Linked DNA regions of Mus musculus: regions 1, 2 and 3 are each linked to region 4. A link is a contact called in public Hi-C and HiChIP or PLAC-seq data. All regions are on one chromosome and are shown on one strand. Each heading gives the region's core, a stretch centred on a gene start, on an enhancer-like site or on the middle of the called end of the contact. The rest is flanking DNA. Distances are from core to core; before and after follow the strand shown. Region 1 has its middle 13 kb from the start of Dusp6. Region 2 has its middle 59 kb from the start of Gm34921. Region 3 overlaps Poc1b (POC1 centriolar protein B). Region 4 has its middle 9.4 kb from the start of Gm20110.

Region 1 (2,983 bases), core at 418-2,917, 350 kb before region 4:
TTTTCTCGTCTACTTTGCTGAATCTTTCTTTTCTTTTTAAGATTTATTTATGTATTTATTATGTGTACAGTGTTTGCCTGTATGTATTCCTGCAGGCCAGAAGACAACATCAGATTTCATTACAGATGGTTGTGAGCCACCATGTGGGTGCTGGGAATTGAACTCAGGACTTTTGGAGGAGCAGCCAGTGCTCTTATCCGCTGAGCCATCTTCAGCCTCTGAAGTTTTCTTATACAATGTTGCCTTTCCTCCAGATCCTCCATTGAATCCACTTGCTTGTTTGAACCATCTTTCTGATAATTAACCATTTTTACTTTTAAAATCACCTTAGCATTTTCTCTACTTCAGTGTGACACTCTGTCGTTGGTATTTCTCCTGTTTCCGTGTTGCAGTTCACGTATCTGTTGACTTGTACATTTTCGGTTATGTAGGGATCTTGATGAGCAGCCCACTCTACTTGAAGCATCATTTAGAAGGAAACAGAGTGCATGTGGAGCCATCTTCTGCTGCCCCCCAGGGAGCTGCGTGTTCGAAGCTCACCCCTTGGTGTATCACCAACCTTTCTCCTCTGTGTTTTTCAGAGACTCTTTCATTCCCTCTGTAGATTCCCAGTAGTCTTTTGCTCTTCTTTGGGAAAGAATCTTTTTTTTTTTTTATTATTTCAATTCCCCTTTTCACTGGCACACAGAGATAGCCGGTAGCCTTCCATCTTACCCAGAAATCCTACTTCATTTTCTTATGTAAAATGAAATACTTGGATGCCCACACTCTGATTATGGTCAGATAATCTGTCTTTGGTACTAGGAACCTATCCGTCATCAAACATAGCCATCCTCTCCAGTTTCAAGTTCTGACACTGTTCTAAGAGCACTGTAACTTCTGTCCTGGATCACAGTCTGTCTCCCTTTTGTCTTTTTATTTTTTTAGTACTTGGGGAATGAATTTAATGGCCTCAGATATTCTGGCCAACAGATCTACCATTGAATGACAGCTCCACAAGGTCACATGAAGTTCCCCAGACCGGCACTGGACTTAGAATTGTCCTACCTCAACTTCCCAAGTTACAGGGTTACCAGCCTGTTACTGGCCACCAGGCCTGGGCTCCGAACTGCTCTTCTCTTGAGCAGAGCGTGCCTACGTGACTTAGTTTTCTGTCTCCAGAATGTCTTACTAATACTGAGCATAACTCTTTTTTTCTTTAAAGGTAGAAACAAACTCATTTTGACAAGACACACGAGTCTCAGTACGTTATGAATCCTCTCATAGGTTCAAGTGACCCTCCCCTTCTAATCAAAATGAGCAAAGAGATAATAACATATGACCCAGGGCAATGGATTCCTAATGGTGCCAAAGGTAGCTTCGGGAAAGGGCCTGACAAAGGTGTCCTTTACTATAATGACGGACAGCAAGCTGCAAAGGACAAAGAATAACCTGAAAAGATTATGCTTGATTCTTAACTTAGATGTTGTATAACTTCCTCCTACCACGTTCGGCCCACAATTCTTCGAGAGTTCTAATAGGAACCGTGTCCATTCCACCTTTGTTCCTAGTGGGAAAAGCCAGGTCTTTCTTTACAAATGTCTCTCTCTGCAGAACAGTGGTTGTAACCAAGGGGCTGCAAGGGCCCTTTCACCTGGAGAGCAACAGGCTCTTTGGAAGATGTCACTTCCTCCTGGTTAGGGACTATGCGGTGTCTCTGCAAAAGGGTCCCTCCAAGAGGTTCTGCCGATGCGTTTGGATCAATCTTCAATCTCTCAGTAGGCTTGGGGAAAAAAAATGTTGTGTAATAAACCATTAGGGGGTGGTGGCAGTTTCTTCTCCCCAAGAGAAATGATTGCGACTCACATTTAAAATAACATTTCTCTCCTTTGCTGGCTACAATTGCAAGAGTCTCTTCAGCACCACTCTCTGCATGAGGTAAGATAAGTATTTTGTCATCTTCTATTATTAGGGAGGGATTCTGAGTCACACAGAAGCTAAGCGATTTTTTTTTCTCCCGGCCTCAGAAATAAAAGGATGAACACGAAGCTGGCTGATGAGCACATTATTTTAGGAGGAGGGCAATCGTGTCAGTGTTGCCTCATTTTCCTGGACAACTGCACCGGCTTCCTAGTCGGTTTCTCTGCCCGCAGTTTCTCTCCTCCCCGAGCTGCACTCACCCCCACAGTTACCAGAATTATATCCTAAAACCATGTCACACTTCTTTGTCACACACCTCTGACTGGGGAGTCCGTGCGGGAATCTCAAGCGCAAATTCTTTAGCTTGGTGTTTAAAGCCCATTTCCGGGATCCTAAGCTGCCTCCCTCACTCACGTTCCTTCCCAGTCTTTTACTCCGACACTGCTCAGCCAAACTGCAATGATCATGTATGTCCATCCCAAAGAGCCTCGTGCATTTCTCTCCGGTAGAGCGCCTTCCTTTTCTTATCCCTGGGGGTTATGGTTTGGATCTTGAATATCTCTCAAAGGCTGTGTGTTGAAGGGTTCCTCTCTAGCCTGGGGAGACATTGGGAGATGGTGGAGACTTTAGGAAGTGGAGCTGGGTTAAGTTAGATCACTGGATGTGCACATTTGAAGGAGATAACAGGAGCCCAACCTATTACTGTCCCTCTTTCTTCCTTGACCACCAAGAAGTGAGCATTCTCTTCTTTGTTTTCTCCCATGATGCTTTGCCTATCACCTGTGCCAGAGCAACAAAGCCAGCTGATCACCACCTAAGATCTCTTTAAAAGTATTATCTGTTACATTTTAATGTATACTGGCCTTTTGTCTGCATGGATGTCTGTGTGAGGGTGTCCTCTGGGATATCCTCTGGGAATGGAGTTATAAACAGCTATGAAATGACGTGTAGGTGCTAGGAATTGAACCCAGGTCCTCTGGAAGAAAAGTCAGTGTTCTTACCTGCTGAGCATTCTCTCCAGCCTAGTATCTCTCTAACTGTAACTCCAAATACATTTCCCTTCTTGTGGTGGTTTGATAGGTTA
Region 2 (3,140 bases), core at 504-3,003, 270 kb before region 4:
ATTGTTCTTAATTAAAATTACTTGAAACGGAATGACACGCCTTTAGTCTGGATCTTTTGAGATGGGAACAGCCACCTAAATCTGGACCACACCTTCTCATGGTGACCCTGTGTAAAGGATGTGGATGAAGCAAACTGTGCTCTTTGCTTGCCCTCACTCTTACTGGCAAATCCATTCCTTCACTGGCACTAGAGCCTGCTTCTTCAGAATTCCAGTATGTACTGAAGACCAACCAAGACATTCAGCCTTATCGATTGAACAGATTTTTCCACTGGTAGACAGCCATTGTTGGACTCACCAGACCAGAGTCTGTAAGGCACTCTAATAAATCCCTTTTAGAGACACACACATACACACACACACACACACACACACACACACACACACACACACACACACTCACACACACACACACACACTCACACACACACACTCACACACACACACACTCTCACACACACACACACACTCACACACACACACACTCACACACACACACACTCACACACACACTCACACACACACTCACACACACACACTCACACACACACACACTCACACACACACACACTCACACACACACACGCACTCACACACACTCACACACTCACACACACACTCCTCACACACTCACACACACACACACACTCACACACACACAGACGCACACACACGCACTCACACACACACACACACATACACACACACACACACACACACACACACACACACACACACAAGCATGCATGCAGACATACGCACATTCATTCCGTCAGGTCTATTCCTCTAGAGAACCCCGACTACTACACTTGGCAACAGCCTGAGTTATTCAGTGGTTTCCTTGGGTTCCGTTTGGCCAACGGCTAACTTAGATGTAACCCATTCCTGGCTCTGGAGATTTCACTCGGTGGGTAAGCTTTCTCTTCCCTGTTATTTGGTGATGCCTTTTAGATTTCTTTCATATTTGCATATATTGGAAGGAGCTGCTTCTGTAGTAGGTTTCCATAGGACCTCTGAAATGGCTTTTAGTGCTAGCTGTACCTCCCCATAGTCTCTCCTGTACGCCCTTCTGTCATCTCTCTCTCCACTCATCCTCATGCTCCCGTCCCCCTGTCCTTGTCACTCCGTAACTCATACTTTTTTCTTGTTTTTATTCCCGTCATCTATATCTAATCTCTGTGGTTATATGGATTTAACGTGACTATTAAGGGCTTAAAAGCTAACATCTGTATATATGAACTATATATTCCATATTTGTTCTTTTGGATGTGGGTTACATCATTCAGGATTAATTTCTTTCTAGCTCCACCTGTTAGCCTGTGATTTTCTTTATATTCCATTGTATAAATGTCCCACACTTTCCTTATGCATTCATCTGTTGATGGATATCTAGGCTGCTTCATTTTTTTTTTTCTTTCTATTTTGAGTAGGTCAACAATGAACACAGATGAGCAAGTGTCTCTGTAGTAGGACAGAGTCATTTGGGTATGTGGTCCAGAGTGGGATAACTGGATCTTGAGGTAAATTATTTTCAGCTTTCTGAAGAACTGCCACCCTGATTTTCATAGTGAGTCTACAAGTTCGTACTCCCACCAGCGATGGATGAATCTCCCTAACGGACCCCACATCCTCGCCAGCATGAATTGTAATTAGTTTTATTGATCTTAGCCATTCTGACAGGTGTAAGACAATATCTCAAAGCAGTTTTGATTTGCATTGTCCTGATGACTAAGGAGGTTGAACATTTTAAATGTTTCCCAGCCGCTTGCGCTTCCTCTTCTCTGTTTAGTCCTGGTTCCCATTTTTTAATTGGGCTGTTTTCTCTATGTCTAATTTTTTCATTTTTGTTTTTTTTCCTTTATATAATCTTAGAAATTAGCTCCCTATCAGATACATAATTGGCAAAAATTATTTTCCATTTTGTAGCCTGTTACTTTGTCCTAATGATGGTGTCTTTTGCCATGTAGGAGCTCTTTAGTTTTATGAGGTCCCATTTATTAATTGTTGACCTTAGTGCCTATACTAATGGTGTTCTGTTCATAAAGTCTTTTCCTATCCCAATGACTTTCTCTTCTATCAGATGTGGGGTATCTGGCCTTATGTTGACATTTTTGATCTGTTTGGAGTTGTGTTTTGATAGGATGATAAATATGGATCTATTTGTGTTCTTCACATGCAGTCATCCTGTTTGATCAGCACCATTTGTTGAAGATGCTGTCTCTGCCCCACGCAATGGGTATTTCTGGCCTCTTTGTCAAAACTCAGGTGATAAGGAACATTTTCTAAGAACAACCACAAAGTATCAGATTATCTTATTATATATAAGAATTGCTTTAGAGTTAAAAATCACTATTAGCAACAATATCAATTCCCATTACAATAAGTACAGAATAGTTTTTCATCATTTGACTCTCTGTTTTTTCTTCTCATGATTATCTCCAGAGGCTGCTTTGTGTTTCAGTGTTATTTCGCTAGAGACCTTTTTACATAGTCTTTTCTGGATGTTTCATTCATTTTAAAACCCAGGTGCACATTTGCATGAAAGCTTTTGCAGAATATAAAGACAATCGATGATGAGTAGGAATAACTGGGATCTTTAAGGAAAACAGTGGGGCTGCTTAAAAGGGTGGTTCACCACCAAAAGAAGTAGAGGTGGGGTGCGTCTACCTCCAGCATGCTCCGTGTTGAGACTACTGAAAAGAACCTGTACCTAGCAAACTACAGCGATGCTTAGAAACCCCATCTAAGCCCCACCGGTTTCCCAGGAAGTGGAGTGGTTTCAATGGAAACGCCTCTATACTGCTGGGATTTAATTGACCACACATGGTGGAGAATGTGAGCGGAAGAGCTCAGAGGATTACGTTCAGTCCCTGCAAGGAAAAGCCATCCAACTTAAACAGGAAGGAACATCATTTGAATGCTAGAGATGGAACAAAATTGCTGTAATTTCTCAGGTGGAAATACTCAGGCAGCTTGATATTTTCTTTATGTTTTCCTGCAGGAATGGGAGGGGAAGGCAGGGGGTGGGAGAACAAAAAAGCACAACAACAACAACAAAAAAAGACTGTATTTGAAGCAAAGTAGGAAAAAAAAACTTTAAAAATAGAGCAATCAGAAATGGAAGGGGAAAAAGGTTACAG
Region 3 (3,012 bases), core at 2-2,501, 470 kb before region 4:
AGCCTGGACCCGTGGGTGGCTCCTTAGCCAGGCTCATGTTTTCCTTCTGTGACAAACTGTCACTCTTTGTCCCTTTCACCATTCAGTTGCCTTCGCACAGCTGTGCAGGGCTCCTCCACAGCACAGCTGAATCCTGAGTCTCTGCACCTGCTGCAAGCCTTCCCCTCTGATCCTGCTCTGCGGGGCTTTCTGCAACAGCTGGAGCCTGCTGCTGTCCCAGTGCCCCGGAAGTCTTTTAGCATAAGGTCTCCTCCCCTGTTAGACTTAAGAGTTACAAGTATTTTAGCTTGCTGCGCTGTCTTGCCAGGCGCTGTTCCAAATTCTGTTGTGGGTATAAGAGGAGCAGAAACAGGGCAACCCTGTGCTGGCAGGGCCTCTTCTGCCTAGGGAGACAAATAGCAAATACATTAAAACACACACACACACACACACACACACACACACACACACACCAGGTTGGAGAAGTCATAGTTACTAATTTGACTTTGGAGCCCAAGCCCGACTGAGCAGAGGAAGCTAGTGACACGGGTACCTGGACAGGGCATTTGAAAAGTTCCCCTGCAGTGCAAGGACCACGGTCTTTAGGGCTAAGGAGGGCTCAGAATAATTGCCCAGAAATGTGGTGGGCTAAGTCAAGTGTAGGCAGATGCTGATCTGTGCTCTCAGCTAACTTTGGTGGCAGGATTTGAGAGTTTCTTTGTGACAAGGTTGTTTCCGTGAGCCTTTAATAGAAACTCCCCCTATCTATCATGTGTGCGTGTTAGCCAAGGATTTACACAGCTCCACCTGTTCCTGGAACCTTTGGCCGAGTCCTGCTCAGACCAACCGTGTTTCCTCACACACCCAACTGTGGTGGATTACCTTGGCTTGCTGGTACCTGCGGCTCTGAGGGACCTTCAACACCGCTTGCTTTCATGCTACTTGGGGTGACTAGTGGAACCGCATGGCCCTCCCCACCCCGAGGAATAGTCCTTGGTAAATAATCTGGTGAAAGTTAATGGATTTCACCTCAGGGCAACTTTCCATGTGCCTGCTCTCCAGCACTCTTGCAGTCTTTTTATACCCGTTTTTAAATGTTGGATCATCTTATTGCCGTTAGAACAGAAATGTTAAGAGGAATGTCTAGGTGGCCATTGAGTCCCTGACTGCTCAGGATATCTTGTTTGAGAACCCAGCCTTGACGAGATTGTCCTAAAGCAGAACTGAAAAGGTCTCTATGGCTTAAGGTCCTTATTTCGGTCTGTTGAGGAGCGAGAGCGCGGCAGGAACTGAGTTGTGCTTAAACACTGAGCAGAGCCCGAACGGAAGCAGCTTACGGAGTTCTAATGGCGGGCGCTGCCAGCTGCCAAAGGCTCTAGACCTTTCGCAGGCCTTCCTTAGGGCCTTCTTTGCCAACAATGTCAGAATACTGTACAGAAGGTTGCTTACTGAACCCTGGACTAAAGCAAGAGGGGTTCATTGGGAAAGTCTCCAAGAACAGTTTTCTCGTTCAGAGAGTGAGCCTCTTATGTGTCCATGCCAAGGACACAGAATCATCGGCTCCACTGGTCGGCTAAGCCTGTAGCCAGGGTGCAGACACGCTGGCTGCTACTGCTCTTTGCCTCTTGCTGTTGCTGGGCACCTTCTTCCTGTTGAAGTCGACTCCCCCCTCAGGGATGCAGTACCATCAGCAGGTTTGAGTAGACAGACGACACAGAGCCATTACAAGAAGGAAGCATGTGACCCCAGGCATACAACTTAACCTTTCTGGGCCTCAGTCTACTCTCGAATAGAATGAATACAGTTGGGGTAGTTCCTTCATATAGTGTGAATCAGCAAGTGACAGCCATCAATTGCCCTTGTGTTCCATGACTTCTTCCTGGAGCTATACCGGAGTCACTTTTATGTGATACTCAAGTCGTTATGTATAATTTGGGTGAATGCAATGAAGGTAGTAACGGTCATCTATTTAATGTATTTTATGTACTGGACTACCAAAGGTCATTTTATTTCTAAGTAGTTATACCTGCAATTTTTGCATTTTTTAATCTTGTTTTGTTTTGAAACGGTTCTCACTATGTGCCCAGATTGGCCTTAAATTCACGCTCGTCCTGCCTCAGCCTACCTGGTGCTGAGATTGTAAGGATGGGTCATCGTGCACAGCTGGAATCTCTCCTTGCCAGTTTCAGATCACGCTGTACATGCTAGTGAGTGGTCCTGTGATTAGCCGAGCGCCCTGCCAAGGTATTTATTTCCTTATTACGTTGATTTCACTTATTTCCTGCTCTCCTTTCAGCTGAATATTGCTTGTCTCCCACATTTCTTCCCTCCTTTATTGACATTTTGGATTTACTCTGTTATTTTTGTGTTCCTTGGTAATATCTAGAAGTTGATTATACATCCTTTTTTTTTTTTTTCTTCAAGACAGGGTTTCTCTGAGTAACCCTGGTTGTCCTGGAACTCACTCTGTAGACCAGGTTGGCCTTGAACTCAGAAATCTGCCTGCCTCTGCCTCCCAAGTGTGGGATTAAAGGCGTGCACCACCGCTGCCTAGCCCTGATTATGCATCCTTAACACCATCTATTATATATAACATTTTATTTTACAACATTTTAGACAAAATGTTAGAACTTACTAAGTATATCCCCATTCCCCCACCTTTTGACAATTTTACTTGTTCACATGGTAAAAACCTGGGTTGTTCAGCAGCTGGTTTTCTCTGAAAGTAAGTAAGAAAAAGTGCTTCTACATTTTGTGTCTGTATTTCCAGTTCCAGCATAATTTACTTATTTGAATAGATCCCAGTTTCCATCTGCTGTCATTTCTTGAGCTTGAAAAATGTCATTTATCATGTCCCATATTGCCATTCTCCTGGTTGTGACTCCCCTCGCTTTTCGTTCCACGTTTATAAAGGATGCTTATTCAGAGATATATAATCACAGCTTTTGAAGTATCTCTTGCTACAGCTCCTTCTTTAGGTTAAGAAAAAAAAAACTCTCTTCTATGATTTTGTTGAAAATATTTTCTTCTCTT
Region 4 (3,440 bases), core at 283-2,782:
AACTTATGGATAGTCTCTATATAGTAAAGGAATTTATTGATGACTTACAGTCTGCAGTACAATTCCCAGCAATGGTTCAGTAGTAGCTGTGAATGGAAGTCCAACGATCTAGCAGTTACTCAGTCCCACAGGCAAGCAGGCAAGGGAGCAAGAGCAAGACTCCCTTCTTCCAATGTCCTTATATTGTCTCCAGCAGAATGTGTAGCCCAGATTAAAGGTGTGTTCCACCACACCTTTAATCCCAGATGACCTTGAACTCGGAGATTTAATCTTCTGGGATCTGTAGCCACTATGCCTCAAGGTCTCCATACCAAGATCCAGATCAGAAACTTCTATCTCCCAGCCTCCAGATAAGGGTCACTGGTGAGCCTTCCAATTCTGGATTGTAGTTCATTCCAAATATAGTTAAGTTGACAACCAGGAATAGCCACTACTGGAGGAAAGGGTTTATTCAGTTTATACTTCCACACTGCTGTTCATCACCAAAGAAAGTCAGGACAGGAACTCACACAGGGCAGGAACTTGGAGGCAGAATCAGAGGCCATGGAGGGATGTTTCTTACTGGCTTGCTCAGCTTGCTTTCTTATAGAATCCAGGACCATCAGCCCAGGGATGGCACCACCCACTGTGGACCCTCCCACGCTTGATTACTAATTGAGAAAATGCCTTACAGCTGGATCTCATGGAGGCATTTCCTCAAGGGAGGCTCCTTTCGCTGTGATAACTCCAGCTTTCTCAGGTTGACACACAAAACCAGCCAATACAGTATGTCACTAGCTTTAGGTGCTCAAGCCAGGCCCTATGTCACTCTCTGTTCACGCTGACTTTGAATACAGATGTAGAACTCTCACCCACTTCCTCAGCACTGTGTCTGCCTGCATGCTGCCATGCTTCCTGCCATGATGACAATGGACTAAACTTCTGAAAAGTAAGCCAGCCCCAATGACATGTTTTCCTTTATAAGAGTTGCTGTGGTCATAGTGTCTCTTCACAGAAATAGAAACCCTAATACAATGACCATACGGATGCCTTGCAACTTAATGGAACTCCAGGGATAGGCAGGCAAATCAACAGATTTTTAAAATTTAATTCACCCTTTCATAAATTATAGGCATGTTAAAACTTAGCAGAGATATCAGATAGGTTAAGATGATGTATTAATATTAGGTCACAACAAACATGTGGGAGGATTCTTTACTCACAAAATGAAGAACAAACATTTCCTGGAATACATTTTACACACACACACACACACACACACACACACACACACACACACACACACGAAGCCATCAAAGAATAGAACTTTAGAAGACCAGTATCCCATAAGGTAAAGAGTATTTTCCTCTCAAATTCCTTTTTACGAATGTCAAAGATATACCAGTAAACAGAGGCTCACAAGAAAACACATTAACTGGCCCTTCTCTTTCTAAACATGACTATCGCTTACTAAAGACAGTGGTATTGAGCAGAGCCATGACAGCTCCTTTGAGAGATTATAAGCACCATTGTAGTTTTAAAGGAGCACAGATGGGTGTTGGGAGCCGCCCCCACATTCGCCGTCACAAGATGGCGTTGACATCCTGTGTTCTAAGTGGTAAACAAATAATCTGCGCATGTGCCAAGGGTATTTACGACTACTTGTACTCTGCTTTTCCCGTGAACGTCAGCTCGGCCATGGGCTGCAGCCAATCAGGGAGTGATGCGTCCTAAGTGAAGGGTCACTCCTCCTTAAAGGGGACGGGGTTTTCCGCCATTCTCTCTCGCTGGCATCTCTCTGGCTCTGCGCGCCCTGCGCTCGCTCGCTGCCTAAAGATGTAAACAATAGAGCACGCTCTGCGCTTTGGCGCGCCGGAGCTCTGGCTCCTAAAAATTATTTGGAGGGGCTTTCGTTTTTGGGGCTGGGCGCTGGGCGCTTGCTCTCCTGGCTCCCAAAGATGTAAGCAATAAAGTTTTGCCGCAGAAGATTCTGGTCTGTTGCATCTTTCCTGGCCGGGCGTGAGAACGCGTCTAATAACAGATGGGTTTGCCTAGCATTTTGGGGGGCTCTGTGTTCAATTTGGAGGCACTCTGTTCTTGTGAGTCTTGGCTGGGTAGATCCAAATGAACATTTGAACATGATTGCGATTCCTCAGCAAGGGTCCCTAAAGTTAATTGCCTTTTCTTATGTCTCTAATAGACAGAACTGACCTTTGTGCCGGTTTCTGTTTGGGACTCAAGAAAGCAAAGGAAGGCTTACAAATCTGTTGTATTCACAGGAGAGAAGGGAATGCCGCGCTTTCCTTGGAATCCCTCCTCACATTGGATGTACTAGTTTAATTGAGCCAAGACTCAGTGATTTTTGGCAAGTTAAAAATATATATCCAATTTGTCTGTGAGGAAGAGCTGAGGGTAGCCCTGAAATTAGCAGTGATACCCAGGCATGGTGAATCTAAGTATGTGCATGTCAGGGCCTGTATTTTAATGCCATATTCCCATTATTCTTGAGAGACAAGTAATGTCATCAAATAAATAGTGCAGAGTATCTCTGAGTGTTATTTTACAAATGGGAAAACTGAGAATCAAGAACATTATCTAACCTGCTGTTGTCACCGGGTCTTTAGATTAAATCAAGTTTCTTTTCACCTAAACCTATGCTCTTCTCTCTTTTAAATCTCTCACACGCCTAGGGTGACAGTGCAAACCGGAGAGGGTCCCAGATTACATTTTAAAGCTCAAGTGCTTGCCCTGGCCGCACTTGCCATATAGCTGACTCAACTTCCCCCAAACAAGATTTTTCGTGTATCTAAAATAAGGCAATGAGATTTGTCTTATTGTTCTATTTCTGTGAAGAGAGACTGTAACCAAGGCAAGTTTTAAAAATGGCATTTAATAAGGGGCAGGGGCTTGGTTACAGGGTTAGGGATTTAATCCATGCTTAGCATGGCAGGAAGCACAGTGCCAGGCAGGCACAGTGTAGAAGCAATAGCTAAGAGCTTATATTTCAAACTCCGGGGGGAGGCAGAGAGAGTGAGACTGGTCCTGGCATGGGCGTTTAACACCCAGAAGTCCACTCCCAGTGACACACCTCTTCCAGCAAGGCTATACCTCCTAATAGTTTGTAAACAGTCCAGCAGCCGGAATCCAAACATTCAGACATATGAGCCTATGGGAGCCAGTCTCAGTCAAACCACTACCGCACCTGAATCTACTCTTTCTGTCAAGGGGGTTAGCACGAGGGTGAGGGCCATATGTAATAATTGTTCTAGTGATAGGTTTGGGGCTTTGTAAACATTGGAGGAGTCAGAAGACAAGATTTGACCTTTGCCAGCCACTTTTCAGCTTTATAAGCATCTAGCCATCTAGCCTCAGTTTCCCCATCTATTAAGTGGGGGTATGTACACAGAGTATTTTATAAACAAAAACAAGTCAAGTGCTACATAAAAATTCAAAAGCCATTT

The links. A called contact is a pair of places that touch in the nucleus more often than the background predicts. HiChIP or PLAC-seq counts read pairs in DNA pulled down with a chosen protein or histone mark.
Region 1: a contact with region 4 is called in a Hi-C map of bone marrow-derived macrophages, with 27 read pairs. The contact joins two enhancer-like sites. A contact is called at or near these places in 5 of 39 promoter capture datasets (3T3-L1-derived adipocytes, maxillary cranial neural crest, neutrophils and 2 more), 4 of 484 Hi-C or Micro-C datasets (bone marrow-derived macrophages, motor cortex, muscle stem cells and 1 more) and 16 of 115 datasets of contacts at active chromatin or transcription factors (bone marrow-derived macrophages, craniofacial prominence, double positive thymocytes and 12 more).
Region 2: an H3K4me3 HiChIP or PLAC-seq map of bone marrow-derived macrophages shows a contact between it and region 4, with 6 times the contacts expected there. The contact joins two enhancer-like sites. A contact is called at or near these places in 1 of 15 datasets of contacts at CTCF or cohesin (embryonic stem cells) and 2 of 115 datasets of contacts at active chromatin or transcription factors (astrocytes and bone marrow-derived macrophages).
Region 3: a contact with region 4 is called in an H3K4me3 HiChIP or PLAC-seq map of microglia, with 7 times the contacts expected there. The contact joins two enhancer-like sites. A contact is called at or near these places in 9 of 39 promoter capture datasets (the C10 cell line, the HPC-7 cell line, cranial neural crest and 6 more), 2 of 15 datasets of contacts at CTCF or cohesin (the NIH/3T3 cell line and large pre-B cells), 1 of 484 Hi-C or Micro-C datasets (bone marrow-derived macrophages), 11 of 115 datasets of contacts at active chromatin or transcription factors (T-cell acute lymphoblastic leukemia, bone marrow-derived macrophages, craniofacial prominence and 6 more) and 3 of 9 other capture datasets (adipose tissue, embryonic stem cells and liver).

Annotation. Positions count from the first base shown.
Region 1 is chr10:99,249,009-99,251,991 of GRCm38.p6, forward strand. No RefSeq gene overlaps it. Among named protein-coding and RNA genes, the nearest start is that of Dusp6, 13 kb to the right of the region's middle. Within about 2 kb of position 1,668, at least 53 of the 459 cell types and tissues checked have an H3K27ac peak or open chromatin away from gene starts, as enhancers often do. A contact at or near this core is called in bone marrow-derived macrophages, where this site is marked.
Region 2 is chr10:99,327,923-99,331,062 of GRCm38.p6, forward strand. No RefSeq gene overlaps it. Among named protein-coding and RNA genes, the nearest start is that of Gm34921, 59 kb to the left of the region's middle. Within about 2 kb of position 1,754, at least 8 of the 459 cell types and tissues checked have an H3K27ac peak or open chromatin away from gene starts, as enhancers often do. A contact at or near this core is called in bone marrow-derived macrophages, where this site is marked.
Region 3 is chr10:99,132,245-99,135,256 of GRCm38.p6, forward strand. All of the region lies in intron 4 of Poc1b (POC1 centriolar protein B), which reads left to right. Among named protein-coding and RNA genes, the nearest start is that of Galnt4, 26 kb to the left of the region's middle. Within about 2 kb of position 1,252, at least 26 of the 459 cell types and tissues checked have an H3K27ac peak or open chromatin away from gene starts, as enhancers often do. A contact at or near this core is called in microglia, where this site is marked.
Region 4 is chr10:99,598,024-99,601,463 of GRCm38.p6, forward strand. No RefSeq gene overlaps it. Among named protein-coding and RNA genes, the nearest start is that of Gm20110, 9.4 kb to the right of the region's middle. Within about 2 kb of position 1,533, at least 65 of the 459 cell types and tissues checked have an H3K27ac peak or open chromatin away from gene starts, as enhancers often do. A contact at or near this core is called in bone marrow-derived macrophages and microglia, where this site is marked.